Linked DNA regions of Mus musculus: region 1 is linked to region 2. The links are chromatin contacts, called in public Hi-C maps. All regions are on one chromosome and are shown on one strand. The core of a region is the stretch at or near the end of the contact, and the rest is flanking DNA. Distances in the headings are between cores, read along the strand shown.

Evidence for each region. Hi-C and Micro-C count contacts between places; a contact is called where the count stands out from the background.
Region 1: a contact with region 2 is called in a Hi-C map of liver, with 2.4 times the contacts expected there. The contact joins two enhancer-like sites. A contact is called at or near these places in 2 of 15 datasets of contacts at CTCF or cohesin (large pre-B cells and pro-B cells), 1 of 484 Hi-C or Micro-C datasets (liver), 5 of 115 datasets of contacts at active chromatin or transcription factors (DN3 thymocytes, the NIH/3T3 cell line, astrocytes and 2 more) and 1 of 9 other capture datasets (embryonic stem cells).

Annotation. Positions count from the first base shown.
Region 1 is chr3:129,587,830-129,594,287 of GRCm38.p6, reverse strand. All of the region lies in intron 2 of Elovl6 (ELOVL family member 6, elongation of long chain fatty acids (yeast)), which reads right to left. Among named protein-coding and RNA genes, the nearest start is that of Gm35986, 59 kb to the right of the region's middle. Within about 2 kb of position 2,812, at least 80 of the 459 cell types and tissues checked have an H3K27ac peak or open chromatin away from gene starts, as enhancers often do. A contact at or near this core is called in hepatocytes and liver, where this site is marked.
Region 2 is chr3:129,295,902-129,302,434 of GRCm38.p6, reverse strand. Enpep (glutamyl aminopeptidase) reads left to right here. Exons shown (of 20, transcript NM_007934.3): 9 at 3,272-3,337; 10 at 3,454-3,605. Among named protein-coding and RNA genes, the nearest start is that of Enpep, 34 kb to the left of the region's middle. Within about 2 kb of position 5,249, at least 18 of the 459 cell types and tissues checked have an H3K27ac peak or open chromatin away from gene starts, as enhancers often do. A contact at or near this core is called in hepatocytes and liver, where this site is marked.

The DNA.
Region 1 (6,458 bases), core at 1,563-4,062, 290 kb before region 2:
ACCTGTGCACCTACAAAAAACACAACACATAACTTAATGGACACACTGCACAGATGTTTGTGTCTGTGTCTTCTTACGTAAACTGATTTGTTGTGTAATCTCTAGCTTTTCTAAAATCCTCTATCTAAAAAAAAAAAATTCAATAGGAAGTTATACAAGGATAAGAAATTGGTATTTCTATATGTAACACAATCTTTTGCTATTAACCAATCATTCTATTTACTTCCACATAAACTCTAACTTGCCATCCTTCAGATTCTCTGCTTGTTTTATTCATTACCACTGTGCTATTATTTCTCTTTAACACACCAACTAGAGCACTTAATCTCTTTTGTGTACTAAGTCATCATGCTTGTCACCTCGTCAACATTCCAATGAGTTGTAGATGTCTTCCTTAATTTCGAATGCCCTGAGTCTTATATCACAGAACTTCCCATAAGTAGCTCTCTGTTATACAAATAAATACATAACATATTGGATATTTAACAGCTATCATGTTGCTGTGTAGACCATCCCATTGATCCTAGAGCTCGGGACACAGAGCAGGTAGATCTAGGAGTTTGGAGCCAACCTGGTCTACAAAGTGAGTTCCAGGCCAACCACGGCTGGCTACACAGCAAGATCCTCTTTCTAAAGTAGAATCTTGCACTGGGGACATATTTTAAGAGAAAAGAAAATATATTAGTGGGTGGGATAATTTATGCTAAAGCTGACTCTGAGTCTGTGCTTCAAACTTACTAGATTCTAAATCTAGATAGCTTTAAAAAAAATGATGGCTTTTCCTTTCCCCGGTTGCTAAAAGTGTCCAGCAAGTTCCTGTAACCCCACTAGCTTTTTGTTTTGTTTTTTAACATTTGTGGAACGCTTGCTGTGGCTTCCCAGGCAGCTTCAGCAGTTCTACTGGGCACTGATGAGCAAGGCCGGAAAACACTGTCTATGTGCCCACTCCTTTGGGGCCTAACACCACCTACCATATTTTCTCAGTGTGACTATTAAAGTCAGCAGAGACATCGTGGACAGCAATAACTGACATCGGTGCTGTGAAGGAATGCACAGCCTGTCCTCTAATGGGTCCTCCTCCGCTGCCAGCAAAGTCAAAAGGGCACCCAAGTCAGCAGGGCAGAACGTGTTTCGGTAGGCAAGGGTTTGCCAAAAACAAAGCCGATTACTTTGATCAGCCTGAAAATGGAACGGTGTGATACTGTACCGCAGTAATTGGAATATTTTATTCAAAGAAATTTGTGTGTGTGTGTGTGTGTGTGTGTGTGTGTGTGTGTGTTGGGGAGCGGGGAGGGGCTGGCTCAAGGTAAAATAAAAGCACGAACTGGATGAATGGATGGCCTGACCTGGAGCTGTAGAGCCCACAGTGGAAGGCTTAAAAGTTGTCCTCTGGCCTCCACACCCAAACTCACACACAGACAGATAACACGCTCTCCCCCACACATACAACTGAAAAAAAAAAATCAGCACAAAAAGTCACAAGGTTCTGAGCTCAGGTGAAAGGGACCCACTTCAAGCCTTTATACTGAGAAAGAGATGCTAACAAAGGACGCTTCTTATTAGCCTTCTACAGGAGGTGTTTCTGAAAAAAAAATTTAGCTTTCTCCTTCCTATCTATTTATCATGGAAGGGGGGGGCTCCTGTACATATTTAATTACTTACTGGGGGGCAGTAAGGAGGGGGAGTCGCAGGTATCCATTCAGTTGATTCAATCAAAAGTTAAAAGGCAAAAAAAGAAGAAAAAAAGCCTTAAAAAACTGGGCAGTGGTGGTGCATGCCTTTAATCCCAGCACTTGGGAGGAGGCAGAGGCAGGCAGATTTTGAGTTTGAGGTCAGCCTGGTCTACAGAGTGAGTTCCAGGACAGCCAGGGCTACACAGAGAAACTCTGTCTCGAAAAAAACAAAACAAACAAACAAAAAGTTAAAAGGCCCATGATGTACTGGTAATTATCCACACACATTATCTGCAGTCCTGAAACTAGACAGCAAGCTGCTCGTTCTTTTCACGACCAGTCAGAAGGCAGCCAGTGCTGGCTGCGGTGGATTCGGCCATTCAGAGTAGAGTATTGGGTTACCACCTTTCAATGTTACAAAGGTGGTTCCTCTGCCTTGCACTGACAGGTGGAGGGCTTCTCCAAGGCTAACAAGGTGTGTAACACTGGTCTCCGCCTCTTTGCTATCAAGCTGGCGGACAGTAGGCAGATGGCCCAAACTAGCTATTGGCCAGAACTCAGCCCTTGATTCTATGTAACTGCAGTGGGTGAACCCAAATGACCTCTGGCAAATACCAGCTTCTTGACTGCAAGAAGCACGTCACCTTTTGGCCATTTCGAAACTCATGTTCGTAGGTTTTTAATATCTGCCCTTTGCCCGTGTACTCGCATAGATCCTTATGTGGACAGAAGTTGAAAGGGCAGTGAAGCTTCCAAGGTAACCCAGGTCACACAACCCAAGGAACTCTGGAGTTATGAAAGGGTCTGGCTGGTCTCTGGTCTACAAGTATCTGCTTTGTGCTCGCTGGATTTGGGAAGGGCAGAGAATCGGAACATTGGCTACAGCTGCGAGTCCTCCAGGAGCCCATCCTATCACAGAGCAGAGTGATCTGTATATGTGGTGACTAGAGACCTTTTTACCCTGAACGGCCAGTTGGGCTAGCAAGACAGTTCAACAAGGCACTTAGCCACTAAGCCTGACCACCTGATCTTTTCCTTCTCAGTCGCTCTTGATTTACTGAGGCAGACTCTCACTGGACCTGGAGTTCAGTGGTTTAGCTGGCCAAGCTAGCCAGCTTGACCCCAGTGACCCCTGAGCACAGGCATGAGAGACCTCATGCTACCACGCCCACTCGACTTTTCGACTTGGGATTCTGGGATGTGAACTCTGGGCTCCATGGTTGCATGGCAACTGCTTTGTCCACCGAGCCACTTCCCCCAGCTGTCTGTGGCCTCATAAGTTCAGGTTTGGCTTTGCAAGAGAAACCTGAGTGGAAAGAACAATTTATACGTTCAAGAGCAACCGAGGAGTCCATCCGCATCAACATTCGGCTTCCACATACACTCCCACCCCGGCTCTTTAAGAAAGCTGCCAAGATCATTTCTTAATTAGACAAGAGCTTGACTACAGGCACATTGATTCTGCTGCACGAGCAAGCTGGTTTTGCTCGGCATGTGCGGATTCTAGACAAGGACGAGGAAATTTTGAGTTTTCTTTTGAGAGTCAGCAGGGAGTACAGCTCACAGGTGGCTTTACGGCGTACAGCGCATGCTCAGACATAAAGCGCATGCTCAGAGCGAAGCTTCTGTGACACTGCAGAAATGAAACTACCAGAAGAAGCCCTCTATAGTGCGAACAAATGACACACGACTTTCAATCTAAAAAAATAAGGCTAAGTGGTTTTGTGACGAAAACAGGGTCTGTCACTGGGACCTGAGGCTCGCCTAATGGCAGCTGGCTAGTGAGCTGCAGGGTGTCTCTATTTCCCCAGAGTACACACCAGTCACTTCTGGCTTTCTACATGGACAATGGGGATTTAACTCAGCATCCCATGCCTGCTTGCATGGCAAACACTCAATGACTGAGCTATCCCGCCAGCTCGTGTTCACACATTCTAAGCACCTCTGCCTTAAGTATTTCTAAAAATAACCTACTGCCTACCCACAAAAATACCTCCGTGGATGTTAATAACACAGATTGTCTAGCTTTAAGATAATGCAACTGTACCACAAGTCAAAGCCAATTTTAGTTTATAATAAAGTTAAACGTTACTATTACCTATATAAAATTAATAACAATGAAAATAAAAGACTAGGAATTAAAATGAAGTCTTGGGGGAGGGGGATGTTGCAGATGTAGAACTCTCAGCTACTACTTCAGCGCCATGCCTGCCTGCACGTCACCATGCTTTCTGCCATGAAAGGTAACGCACTAAACCCCTGAACTATAGCTCAATTAAAGGCTTCCCTTTATAAGAGTTGCCAGTCATGGTGTCTCTACACAGCAACAGAAACCCTAAATAAGACAGCTTCAGTGGACCATACAAACTTCCATCTAAAACTAAGCCGTTGAAAGTCAACAGATGGTTCTACATCGAGGAATCGAGGCTTGGACTTGTGGTATCACTTAGGGATGAAACGGAAGCAAAAGCCTGCACTCTTATAGGAGAAGCCTAGCAGTGGCTGAGGCGGAGGCTAGATAAGCCAAGCTCCGTGTGTGTAGTTGGTTACAGTTCCAGGTCAGCACACTCCAGGTGGGAAGCTGGCAGCGAAGTGGATCTCATGCCGCACAGAGGTGTAAGTATATAAGGTTCAACACGTGCTTTCTGCAAACACACTTCGTATTTTCCAATGAGCAATGGGCACCCGGTCAAAGCTGACACTTCCTTACTTGTTCTGGTGTTTAATCCTGGGTCGGACGTCTCCACCCTGTGTGTCAATGGTGCTAGTTTCTGGACTAAGAAAACTGCCACCTAGATTCCTAAGCAAGACACAAAGTCCTCAGCAACATGGCGATATGATTTTAAAAATCCAAGAAAGGCTAGATAGATGGGGCCGGGTAAATATGAGATTGCTGAGCAAGATAACCCACTTGGGGCCTCCAACGTAACACCAATTTTTTTTTTTTCATAAAAAATAGAGTATCATCTTCCATTATTTGACAGATCTACTTCGAGGAAAGGATTATAGATGTTTCTTTTGAAACTGAATTGTACTTTGCAAAAGGTTGAGGGTGTTTTTCTCCCAGAAAAGAAAGTAAATACTTGTGAATATCAAATATTAGTACTGTGTTCTGTATTTCCTTAGGGACACACAACTGCTAACTGACAGAAAGCTGACTGGTGGGTACCTGGCACTGAGCAGGGTGAGGGATGATTGTACAGGGGCTCTGTAAACTGATTTAAAACCACTGAAACAAATGTCTATCAAGGTAGGATTAGCACATTAGAATATTTCCAAACATTGAACTAATCTATAAAGTTGTCTTCCCACGGAGCTTTAGAGACAAATGTTTTGAAACCGGGCATGGTGGAACTCTCTTCCTTCTTGACAGCTAAATAAGAGTATTCAGAAGTCCTTGAGTCTTCCAAGAGACTGCCCCATACGATGGCTCCCGGGCAGGCTCGATGAAGGCTCACCTTGACTCAACTTCCCCCCCACCAGCACAGTTCAGCCTTGCTTTTTCCTCCTCATGACAATGGAGACAGCCAAATGACAGAGCTGCAGCAATGACAACGTAGGCACAAGTGGCTGGCTGGCATGCCTTTGAGAAAGCATTTGAAAACATGTTCACATTGACGACACACCCTTTTGTGGGTGTGTGTGAGTCTTGGTCCTCTGCTTCTCTGCCTTGGTCTGACTCAGACCTGCTCCTGCCAGTTGTCATCTTGAATTGTGAGTCAACACTCGAGAAAGAGAGAGTGAGAGACAAGGGAGATTGCATGACACCATCAGTGAGGTTTCAAGGTCTGCATTAGGTTACATGGACTTGTGACTGAAACACACCTTGTGAAGGAAATCCCCACCTTCTAATCAAGGCCTGGCTTCTTGATTCTTCATGATACCCAGAACAACGTAAATAAAACCCTGTCACAAGAATTCTGTAGTAATCACCACATACACTCAAGCTCGTGCACACACACACACACACACACACACACACACACACACCCCACTACACAATAACATCTATACAGCCTCCTATAAAAACACTGACTTGACCTAACCCACGGGAAAGAGCAAGAAAACAGAACTCAAAACTCTTGCACACATTTCCTGGGTATCTTGGCCTTTATTAGTTCTTAAGTTAGTCAAGTCAGAGCATATTAGAATCAACTTAAGAAAAGCCCAGGATGCAACCTCTGCCACCACCACCCCCCACCACCACCACCAAGGAAAAAAGGAAAGGACAAAGGTCCCATGAAAACCCTTAGGAAAATGAAAGTAACACAGTAATAAGTGATAAGTAATAAGTCAAATCAACCAACAGCTTGGCCATCATCCATTCTGGCAGTTGACTTGAAGTGGAACTGTATCGTGTGAGCTGAGGACAGTAATCCCTCCACGTACTCACCGAGGCTCAACCTGTCTAAAAGGCCCCAGGCATCTTAGATCGGCATATGAGAACATCACGTGCAATCACTTTGAGGTATCAAAGGCAGCTCCGTGCCTGTATTTGTACATGAGCTGTGTGTATGCAAACATAGGTGAGCGTGCACTTCGGTTCACACCAGAATCAAGATTGTTAGCAGCTGAACTCCCACTTCTGGGCAGAAACTCCATTTGCAGTTTTGTTTTATTGGTATTTGTTCAGTAATGGAAGCTTCCTAACTCATTAGCATCTGCACCTTGGACAGTGAAGCAAACACAATGAAACACTTAGGAAATGTCTGCCACAACACCGCTCCTGTTCCCGTGGGCTGCTCTGGGCTTTGCGCTGATTCTGATTTCTGTGAGCATTATGAG
Region 2 (6,533 bases), core at 4,000-6,499:
ATGTCTTCATAGGTGACATTTATTTAATGCTTTGATATCTTAAATGTAGTGGTCCCTATTTTGGATAAATAGTAAAATGCCTATGTGTCTATTAAAACAAGAGAAGAAAATATTTAGAAAATATTTAGGGTACATACAAAGATATTTTGTTCATTAACAAAACATCCTGTGGGGATATGTGGTGCAGCAGCTATGAGCATGTATAACTCCCTATGAGCTTCAGACTCAATTCTCAGCACTCCTCTATTGTGAGCATCTTCATGTAGACCCTGCCTCCCATGCCCTTAGGTGTGCTTCAGTGCCTGTAGAACTTTTCACATATTACGAGATATAGAAGATGTTTGTTGAGTGAATGTCTATAATGTATAGGGTTGGACATATAAATAAATAATAATAAAAAACCCTGGGCATGGTGGTGCATACCTTTAATCCCAGCATTTGGGAAGCAGAGGCAGGCATATCTGTGAGTTCAAGGCCAATTTAATCTACGTAGTAATTTCAGGTCAACTAGGGCTACACAGTGAGTACACAGTGAGACCCTATCTCAAAATAAATTAAAAAATACTTTTTAAAAAGCAAGAGAAAAGAAAGCGTTCCTTAAAAACTTATTATACTTCTATTCATATAGTGTTCATTTTAAACTGCTGTTAAGACATTCTCAGTATCTTAAGAGCTGAGTTTAAATTAAATGTTTCTTCATACTAACTTTTGTAGAGAACTATCAGAAAAGTAGACAGCCAGGATAACCACTCAATAAATCCTCAGACCATTCAACAAGTTCTCAGTCCTCCTTAACCTAGTGTGTTGTCATTAACTTAAAAAGCCTCACCTGAGACTAATATTTCTCAAGTTACAACAGTCTCTAGCCATGACTACAAATGGTCCTACAAATTTAACCTGGCTCAATGGCTAATAGGCAGTATGTCTTATACAATTAAAGTGTTATGGAGTGGATATATTTATAGGAAAAAAAACATCAACGCACTTTTTCTTTCTTTCAATTTTCAAACCGGAACTGGTATTATCAGGTATCTGTGTAGCTCTAAGATCACCTGGGACATTCACCCTGTCACCTGACTCACCCTTGAACACACCTGTCATCACACCATGGCTGTTGCCCCAAAGTCCCATGGTCTGGGAAACTGGCGTTCAAGGACTTTCCTTTATAAATTCTAGCTTTCTACCCAGGCTGATTCTCCATTAGGAAAAGTGGGACTCTGAAATTTGGGTCGACCAGTTGTCTCCTTTTCTGTGTTCGTCTTACCAAGTACAGCGTCACACAACAGAATGATGCTGTCATTCACTGAAAGACTCCTGGGCCACAATTGCGCATTGTAAAGGTGCAATAGATGGTGAGACATTAGTAAGAAATGTATGAGAAATGTATCTATCTTCTCTTGTTCTACTATTACCTGGGTAAAGATGAATGGCTGATCTGGGAAGGCCTTTCCTTCCTAGGACACTAACAGCACACACTGTTCCTTTTCCGTCTGTGCTCACCAGTACCAGCTAACGAGGGAGCTATGGCCTGGCTTGTCATGTGATTTAGACTCAAAAGTTAACATGACTGTGATAAGGAGAAGAAAGGAAATTCTGAGTGTTGACTATTAGGAAGCACTGACCTGGCAAAGATAAAAGTGGTACTTTTTGGTACTGTTTATGTAAGATTCAATCTGGCTTATATTTCATGAGAAACAATAAACTGCAATGGAGAAGAAGGAGAAGAAGGAGAAGAAGGAGAAGAAGGAGAAGAAGGAGAAGAAGGAGAAGGAGGAGGAGGAGGAGAGGGGGAGGGGGAGGAGAAGGAGGAGGAGGAGGAGGTGGTGGGGGAGGAGGAAGAGGAGGAAAAGCCAAACTAATACCCACACATTGATCCAGCAGTCAGATTCCTGCTAACCAGTCTCAGACACTCCTCTCTTCCTCCAAGGACACAGGGCCATTTCTTTCATTACAAAAACAGGAGCATTATATTAAGTAATATTTAAGGCCCTATCTAGTTCCAAGATGGCTTGCCTATTTCTCTGCTGAAAAAATGTTGCAAGTGTCCAAAAAACAAACAAACAAACAAACAAACAAACAAACAAACAATATTTAGCAAGATAGACACAAGGTCAAGGCCAGCCTGGACTACACAGGGAAATTCTGTCTCAAAAGTAAACAAGAATCAGCAAAACAAAACAAAACAAAACAAAACACAACCCACTGAGCAAATGAACTCCTCTACGATGCTTTTATGAAGGCATTGCTCCCTAGAAGATGGTATTAACCTGTAGCTACAGTTAGAACTGTTATTATATACTAAGTGTTACTATATACTAAGAGTCTGGAATGAAGATCAGAAACACACTTCTTCCTTCCTTTGTCTGCCCTCTGGTGGTAGTATTGAGTAGTGAGTTAACCAAAAGAATTAACATAGGGGCAGGATTCCAAGGCAGCCTCAGCCATGTTTGGAGGGGTTCTGGGATTGGAAGTTTGTTTTATTTCTAAGTGCCCAGAACAAAGAAGAATATAGAAGATAATGTGACCTACATATAGTGCTTCCTGAAACTTTAAAGCAACTTAGAGATTAAATGTTATATACAAAGTTACGCCCTGGGAACACTTGAAAAGTTTGATTTCTAGGTAAGATTCCCACACATTAAATCGCACAGGACAGGGAGAGAGCAGAAACACTGGCAAGTCTCCAAAGACCAACCCCCCAGCACTGGCCAGGTAAGGGATGAGGAAAGACTGAGATAGCTCTCAGGGTGGGGGTGGGGGGCTGTCTCAGTGCTTCTGAAATTCCCATGCAGAGATCTTGTGAGCAAAACTTCCAAAGGGACAGCTTTCTATTTAAAAGATTTATGTTTTAAAAGTATTTGAAGAATAAAGACTTGCTCTCCTAAGTGAGTAACTTCTCCTATCTACTCATAACCACCTTGATCATTATTCAAAAGACTTCATGCCTGTTCTCTTCCTTAGCATGGCAAATTCGACCCACTAGCATTTAAGTTCAAGAACTGAGGAAGTGTCCACCTTTAAGACGGCTGAAAAATGGAAACAATACTTAATCATATGAAAATCAAACAGCACTGAAATATCAGTGTCTGGAAATGATGTTTTACTGCAAGAAAGTCACTGCTGTTTCTTGGATGGTGTTTGTGTGTGTGTGTGTGTGTGTGTGTGTGTGTGTGTGTGTGCTTATGTTATCTCATGCCATGGAAACACCAGGAGCAGTTATGGGAGGTTTGGGTGAAGGAAGACTGGCCTTTAAAGTACTCATCTTTTACAGATTTACTTGAAAAAATTCCAGTTCGCGAATGCAAAAACTTCCGACTTTTGGGATTCACTGCAAGAGGTGAGGAAGGCCTTGTCCGCTCAATTCCGAAGCAATTTACATTTTAATATCACTAATTATTTTTAATTTCCCCGCATTTACAAACTAATGGAGCTCCATTGTCCTCCCAACCACAGGCAAGCAATCTGCCAGTGAAAGAAGTGATGGACACCTGGACTAGCCAGATGGGTTATCCTGTGGTCACTGTGAGTGGAAGGCAGAACATCACCCAGAAACGCTTTCTGTTGGACTCCAAAGCTGATCCTTCGCAGCCACCGTCAGAGCTCGGGTAAAGATGACTCACTTTAAAAGAACAGGAGAAATTACTCAGCAGAAATACTGCTCGTACACTTAGGTCCTGCCTTCGTGGTATGATTGGCATGTGACAGTGTAAAGGTACAGCCTTTAGGCAACAGAGAGGTCAAGGCTAGCCAAGTGGCAGAACTGAGCGTTTGCCCACGTTTATCTTCTATGTGGACATGGACATCAAAGAATAAAAGAGTGGAAGCAGTGGAAAAAAATAAAGCCAGGTGTTGAACATGAGTGGGCGGGGCTGTGGGCAGTATGGAATGCTGGGAGAAAGGCTAAAGGGAAAATCATGGTCCAAAGGGAACTGGGAAAGATGTTGACAGATAATTACAGTGACCTCCCTAGGCAGGCTCTGCACTTACAGTGTGCAGTGCACAATAAAGAATACAGAGGATCTGAAAAATGGGTTGAGTAGTGAGCCCAGGCTGTGCCTTTCGGACCTACTCCTCCGCTTCATTCCCACCCATCACTCTTGCCCTCACTGTTAGAGAACTCTCAGAAGTCTGGCAGTGACAGCAGGCAGGAATCCAGATGGCTTGTTCCCCACCCCCTTCCAAATATACTAAAACAGTAGAGGACAGCCAAAGACTTCCACAGTGGAGGCTCCGGAGCAAAGCCATCCTTGCAAGGAGCATGGGCTGGGCTTCCCCTACGACTGCTCACGGGAGAGGCTTGTTTCCAAAACCTATCTTCCTCCTCTGTAGAAGGGGTAGCATCCAAGCCCTCAAGAGTAATCAATTCCGTTTTGAGAGATGATTTAGTTGGTAACAGACGTGCCATGAAAGCTTGAGGGTCCGAGTTTGCATCCCTAGAACCCATGTGAGGCCAGATAGAGCAGCACGCACTGGCAGCCCCAGTACCTCTATGGTAAGACGCATAGTGGCCTCAGGACATTCCCCAGAATCCTCAGCCCGTCTGCATACGCGAAAGTGGACAACAGAGAGACCTTGTCTCATATACGGTGGATGGTAAGGATCCTCTCACGTCCACACAAGTGGATATGCACACCCACACACAGATGCACACATCACACATGCAGACTCAGAACAACAACGTGATCAACTCAACTCTCCTTTCTTAAATATGAATAGACAGTGGAGAATTAGAAGACACATGAAAAATGGCTAAGCATGAAAGCTTAAACAATCCCAGGTGGACAAATGAAAAAGTCCCGACTCTACGGACATTAATCAGGAACCAAAAATGGGAAGAAAAAAAGGGGGGAAAGAAAGAAAGAGAAAATTATAAGAAATATTCAGACTTAAAAAAAAAAAGCTATGTGCTTATTGTACAAGACACAGTGCCTTCGAAAGGCAAATTGAGAACCCAGAAGGAAGACTAAAATTTTCAATGAAGTAAATTTGGGAGAAATTCTCCAAAAATGTAAAACTGACACAACGAGATGGTAACTATGAAGAAGGCAAACCTGAAAGCCTAGTGTCCGAAGAAGGGGTGAACAGCTAGGCACAGTGGCAGAGTCTGTGGGCGAGTGATAGGACCTGACCCAGTGTGGCAGGAGCTGGATCCTTGCCAGCTGGCAGGGATAGTGTGTGTAGCTTGTCCTTGGGTCCCATGGGTGTATCACATGGAAATGAACAAACTCTGTGAATTGACCTCTGTGAACTGAGAGCTGGTTGTGAAACCCTCAGTGGCTAGTGGCATGTCACAGAACGACAGTCACACCAAAAAAGGTGGGGCAAGACTCTCCCCTAGAGGTCCACGTGTGACCCAGGGAGAAGCTTGAGAATGATTTTATTTTGAAAATGTTTACTGTTAAAGGGAAACAGAAGTAGTAACATGAGGGAACTAGCCCGTGCCTCTCGTGGTTAAAGTAGAACATATTGGGTAATGTTAGTCAAGTTAAACTGGAGAGCCAGGCCAGAAGCTTGTGCCCAAGGAAGGGATGTGACAGCCTAGGGTTTTCAGCACCAGCTCTTCAAACTTTTTATTAATTATGAACTTATGTACAAATTGCCCAAGGCAAATTCCCCTGACCATTTAAGCAGCACTTCACTTTGAAATTTAATCAAATTATCTTATATATAAAACACATAAACTTATACATGGGACCAAGTTCATCTAAACACTTCTAATTAAAACTTTATTTCTAAGCCAGACAGTGGTGGCACACACCTTTAATCCCAGCACCCAGTGGGGACAAACAGACAGATTTCAAGAATTTGAGGCTAGCTTGGTCTACAGATTGAGTTCCAGGATAGCCAAGGCTATATATAAAGATATCTTGTCTCAAAAACAAAACAAACCAAAAAAACCCCAAAACTAGTAATTTCAAAGTATGAAGATTCAACTAAGATGTACAAATCTGTATCATCTACATTTTTATTTCTTGTATATTTTTATAAATCTAGTTAAAGCACAAATTATAGGGTCAGTGGCTTAGTGGGGGAGGGCACTGGCAGCCAAATCTGATGACCCACATGGAAACCACACAGATAGGAGAGGATCTTTGGATCTATTTTATGGGGGGGAAATGTGAAAATCGAGGCAGAAAGCGGTTATGCAACTCATTCAAGGTTGCTCAGAGAGGAAGTGATGGGACCTTCATTTGAATGCAGGCAGACTAGCTACAAGGCTGCATAGGAAGACTGGGGGGGTGGGCAAGGAAGGAGAGGGAGGGAAAGCCTGGGACAGGGATGCAAGCCACAATAGAGGGTGGAGACATTGGCTAGGATAGTGAGAAATCAAGGGACCGGAGGGAGAACACTGACAGATGACATTTGTATTTTCCCAAGTTCCCTCCAGTGACAACATGCGCATTGGATGTTACAGTGAGTAAGGCAGCAACATCCTCTGTCTTGCAAAACAACCTTCCACTAGGCAGGTTTCCCAGTAATTGTTTCCTCCTGTCATGGGTAGCCACTGATTTATTAAGCAAAGACAGCTCTTG